2 separate regions of the Anser cygnoides genome follow, and region 1 is linked to region 2. A link is a contact called in public Hi-C data. All regions are on one chromosome and are shown on one strand. Each heading gives the region's core, a stretch centred on a gene start, on an enhancer-like site or on the middle of the called end of the contact. The rest is flanking DNA. Distances are from core to core; before and after follow the strand shown. Region 1 has its middle 33 kb from the start of IL1R2. Region 2 overlaps NPAS2 (neuronal PAS domain protein 2).

The links. Hi-C and Micro-C count contacts between places; a contact is called where the count stands out from the background.
Region 1: a Hi-C map of liver shows a contact between it and region 2, with 2.5 times the contacts expected there. The contact joins two enhancer-like sites. A contact is called at or near these places in 2 of 7 Hi-C or Micro-C datasets (both in liver).

Annotation. Positions count from the first base shown.
Region 1 is chr1:143,464,480-143,467,195 of Taihu_goose_T2T_genome, reverse strand. No RefSeq gene overlaps it. Among named protein-coding and RNA genes, the nearest start is that of IL1R2, 33 kb to the right of the region's middle. Within about 2 kb of position 1,280, at least 2 of the 3 cell types and tissues checked have open chromatin away from gene starts, as enhancers often do. A contact at or near this core is called in liver, where this site is marked.
Region 2 is chr1:143,015,214-143,017,913 of Taihu_goose_T2T_genome, reverse strand. It overlaps NPAS2 (neuronal PAS domain protein 2), which reads right to left. Exons shown (of 21, transcript XM_066984235.1): 11 at 1,667-1,814; 12 at 942-1,023; 13 at 113-254. Among named protein-coding and RNA genes, the nearest start is that of RPL31, 22 kb to the left of the region's middle. Within about 2 kb of position 1,428, at least 2 of the 3 cell types and tissues checked have open chromatin away from gene starts, as enhancers often do. A contact at or near this core is called in liver, where this site is marked.

The DNA of each region.
Region 1 (2,716 bases), core at 31-2,530, 450 kb before region 2:
CCGAGGGAACGGCATGGAGCTGGGACAGGGGAGGGTCAGGCTGGGGGTTAGGGAAAGGTTCTGCACCCAGAGGGTGGTCGGGCACTGGGACAGGCTCCCCGGGGCAGTGGTCATGGCACCGAGCCTGATGGAATTCAAGAAGCATTTGTACAATGCTCTCAGACACATGGTCTGATTTTTTAGGTGGCCCTTTAGGGACCCAGGAGTAGGACTCGATGGTCCTTGTGGGTCCCTTCCTACTCGGGATATTCTGTGATTCTATGAAGTGACAGCTAAGTTTACCCCAGCAGGCATCTGGGGTATATATGCTATCATTCCAGCTGTCCATGTATGCATCAGGTATTCACACCTCAGTATGATAGGTATGATACAGACTATCTTCAATATGCCTTTTCCTATACAAAAGTCATGCACATTCGTTTGAGCCAATTAGATGTATATTCCCATTATAATGCCTGCAGTGATGAGAAATCCCTGCAGAATATAATTTCATTTGTATATCTATGCTTACTGTTTGCAGATCTGATCCCAACTCTATAACCAGAGGAGAACTCTGCTACTTTACAAGGACTTTGATTTAGGTCCTAACCAGAAGTCAGAAAACATAATAAAAACATAATAAAAACTCTTTTCAGCTTAGAAACACTCACAAAAATGCCAAATGCATTACCTTAGGCTAAGATCTACTCGTCACAAACAGAACAGGATCTGTATCTTCACTTCATTTTTTCTTTCTTGGGTGACAGGTCTAACTTCCAGTGAAGCACGGAAGCATGCAGAGCTGTGGCTGGTCCTTTAAAATATGCTCATGACTGAGTACATTACTGAAGCCCTTTTATTTGTTAAAGATTAAAATGTCCTGTGTACAAACTTGTGCAGTGCCAATACTGTAGCTCACAGGCAGCACACTGTCTCGCTTTTATGACTCCTAAGAATTATTGCTGTGTTTGGGAAAGAGCCAAAGTAGAAGAGAAAGCCCTGTTCAGATGATAACCCCTTCATTATGCTGCATCATTTACTGACTTGTATCCTTTAGGAAGTCCAAACAGGAAACCAAGCCAGCCGTGTTTGTATGAAGCAGCAGAACATAAGGCTTTGTTATGTTATGATAACCAGGAAGTAACACATTAGGTTGTTTTAACTTCACTCTCTTACTTGTCCACTGAATAAGTGAACGACAGTTTGGTTTAGGCACAGACTCATGGCTTTAATATTTAAAGTAGATCTGAAACCTTTTCATACCTTCTCTCCAGTGTGCTACCTTCCCACTTTCCTTTATGTTGATGTACACAGATAAGACATTATTTGACATCATGCTGATTTTATTTATATCTCTTTTCAGTGAAGCTAATCCTCATTTTTCAAGCAGTTGCTGATTAAAGTCAGATGATTTGTTCTGCACGATAGCTTATGGGTTAACAAAACTGAAACTGTCACTTGCTAGAGCCCTGTGGCAGACAAAGAGAGATCTAAGGCCAAATAAAGGGGCCATCCAGCTCCGGTGACAATCTCACGTTCATGACTTTTGCTGCAAATACTTGTAAAAACATTATCTGAATAAGGCAAATACAGTTTGTTTATATTTGTCATACTCTTCTATTTTCCAGTAATAGTGTTTCAGGCATCCCGTCTGCAAAAGGTCATGCCGAGATTGCCATATTCATTAGTGACTAATTAACTCTATCACTTTGTCTAGTCCCTTTCTGAACTTCTTATCTTTTGTTGCCTCCGCAACATTCAGTGAATATTACCTGCAGTTTAATCATTAAACAGTAAAGGCACACTCTTATTAAAAAGTGATTAAAACCCTCTACTACTCTTTCTTAATCTGCCCCTCAATAATTTAACTAGGCACCCTTCACTCTGCTTATGTGAGAAAGAGTGAACACATCTTTTCCTGCTCACTTTCTCCATTACTATTAGTGACTCAGAGGAACCTCATGGCATTTCCAAGCTGCAGAGCCTTGTAGCAAAGCCAGCCCATACCACCATCCTGTGCGGCACCCTTCTCTGCGCTGGATTTCATTGGTGATGAAAGGACACAAAAGATATGCTCTTTCCAAGATGTTGGTGTACCTGCCTTGGTATAACCACCTAAAGTTACTCATTGAGAGATTTGAATTTAAATCTCTCTTTTATCAGTAAGAAGATTTAGTAAGATCCTTCCATGGCTCTCCCAACATGTTTCAATGAATTTGACTAGCCTAACAATTCTGTAGCTGGCACAAAGTCTGTCACCTCGCTACTATTCACATCACCTTTTTGTGAGCAGCATGCTGGAAGTCCTAGATCCCAGCAGAGACATCAGTAGGATCCCCCTGAGCACTCTCCTGGCAGGTGAGCAACACCAGCTGCATAAATCAGTGTAAGTCAGCTGATGGAATATGCTATCATTTTTACTTAACAGCACTCAAAGGAAATTGTGGACTAAAGTACTCCTGTCAGCAGTAGGAGTGAAGGAGGATGCCGCACCCTTGCAGGTTCCCCTGTAGGAGTCTGGCCCTGAGGGGGCTAGGGTTTAACCTAGAGAAGAGAAGGCTCTGGGAAGGCCTTATAGCAACCTCCCAGTACTTAAAGGGGTCCTACAAGAAGGATGGGGAGAGGCTCTTTGTCAGGGAGTGTAGTGATAGGGCATGGGGTAATAAAGTCAAACTAAAAGAAGGTAGGTTTGGATTATGTATTAGGAAGAAACTCTTCACTCAGAGGGTGGTGAGGC
Region 2 (2,700 bases), core at 179-2,678:
CTGACAAACACATATCAGTACCTCATGTTAATTTGCAGCCGTGGTATATAGACACGTATTCTGTAACTTGGCTAAATGCAAAATACCGCAGTAACCCAGGAATGCCACTCACATGCTGGGTCTGACTTGGGTGTGTGGGAAGATTTTGGTGAGCTCCTGGATGATACTGAGGGTGTCCGGCTAGCACTGAGGATTGAGGCACCAATATCAAGTGCATTAAAGTGCTGTTCAGGATCCAAGCTGGAGCTACTGTCCTAAAACAAGCAGAAAAGAGAATAGCTATTGCACCTGTCAGGGTAAAAATATTTTGAAATGCACCTAGTAATACTTGCAGACCCAGTTCTTTGGCCGGCCTAAAATTACTTGAGCAGAACTAATCCCAGGTAGGCCAGCAGAAGACTTGGGCACAAGTGTCGATGTCCCTTCCAAATAGCATCTAATTAATCCTCTTTCCAGTGAACTTTCACTGAGGTGGAAATAAATAGGAAGCTACTGCCAGAGTCCTTTTGCACATTCAGATGTTTTTCTGAATGTGTGTTTTGCATACAGTTGGACTTGACAGCAACTGCAACCTCTGTGAGACACTCAGCTGTGTGGAGCTTCTCTTTCTTAACTCAGCAGATGTCCTCGATGTAGCCAAGATGGACTGTCAGAACATGTCCAGATGAATCTCAGAACTGTAGCACTTTGCCAAGGAAACATGAAGATATATCACATTGCCCCTGCCCATACTCCACTTAATTTAAGGCTGTCTGTAATCTCCAGGTTTAACCTTTCATGAACTTATCTAATTTATTTTAAAATTATTCAAGTGAGCAATGAATTCTGAACTTGTTAGGGAATCCACTCAGAAAGACAATGCTGAAATTTTCAGTGATGTTAACATAGGAAATAGTTGCAATTACTACATGTATTTATGAAAAAAACTTGTCTCATTGTACCTTTAGTGCTGAGGACACAACCTCTGAGGACACTTCTTCCAAGCCCATCTCCTGTCTCCGCTCTACCCGAACATCTGCGTAACTGAATGTAAAATATAATTCTATGTATCAACACGGTACCGTTATATTTCACAAAATGTACTTCAAGCAAATAGAGGAAAAAAAATATTGTGAAATTTTACAGGTTAAATGAACAGCTTAAAAAAATCACGTCAGATGCAACTGCACAACATTTGAGAGACTATGGTTTAATTTTAATTCCTTTCTCTACCTATCTTTTTGAAATCAAGAAGTGTATTAAAGAGTAGAGGTCAAGTTCACATCCTAAAACTACTCTGCAACTTCACTGAAAAGCTTCCACATATCTCTTAAAAAAACAGAACAGAATAAAACAAAACAAAACAAAACTAAAAAAAAAAAAACAAACACCAAGGATTTAAGGAACAGAATAGTAGAGGGAGATGTCTATTCCCTATTTTTGCACAAGATGGAAAAATGCAATAGTTACTCTCCCCCTAAACTTGTGGTCAATAAATGACGCATAGAATAGAGCAAGGCTTAGTCAGAGTATTTTTCTACAATGCAGATTTCCTTCAGAGAGTTTAGGCTTCATTTCTGTAGCATAAAAGACACGTCACGTTTCTAAGAGGAAACGTTTGCAGTCATGAGGATGCCCTTGTCTTACTGCCCTTTACATCCCCGCTGGTTGATGACAGTTTCCATACCTTACCACCATGTGTGTGCACACAATGAACTCTGGCTTGGAGTTCCACTGGTGGTACGTGATATAGTAATGGGTCTGGAGCCAGATCCACTGCTGTCCTTTGGTCAGAAACCGATAGCAACACGACTTCCCCTTGCCAAACTGCATCACTGTCAGGACAGAGTACACACAGCTGGTCACACGGTTATCAGCGTGAGAAGGACATGAAATATGAACAGTGTTACAAAGGTGTCCACGGCCCCACTGGTTCCCAAGGGAGATCAGAGCCCGAGTACCTTTTGAGTGTGTGGGCCTGTGAATCTTAGGATAGAGACGATCATAACGATCCGTAGGTGCCTTCTTCTGACAACTTGAACAGTACATTCTTTAACAGTACAATTAACTTTAATGCTAGACACAATTGCATTAATGTCTGCTACAACTTAAACATAAATCTTTCCCTGGTTTATGTGCTGCTCACATACTGCTTAATGAGGCATCTGGGATTAATTTCTAAGAGTGATCATCTGAAGATCTATAGCAGAAAAGTACAGGATAAAAATACTTGAAAAGATGAGTATTCCGTATGGATGGATTTTAGTGACTGCAGAATGAAGTGAGTATACGAGATAACATTGTGCAAACACAGAAATCATTTGAAACTGAAAGAAAATTCCCAGACTGACAAGAATTTGAAGTACAGTAAACTGTGGTATATTATAAGTTTCAAAGACTCAAGGACAAAACTAATGTCTGCTTTTTGTTCCAGCGATTTCAAGGGGATCCCAAAGATGCACATATTTAGCCTTTCTGTATTTTAATGTCAACATATAAAAAACTAATTTTGGCCAGATATTTTCAGGCCACCCAGAGGCAGTAAGACTGAGATGTTCCAGTCAAGCCTATAAGTAAATATTTAAAAAGGATTGCCTCATTTTCTTTACTTAGTGAGAGAGCTTTCCAATTAAATCTTAATAGTCTATCTTTAAATAATCACAGGTAATGTCAATGCCAAATACTTGGTGAGCAACATTACAGTAAATAATCTGCAAGAAT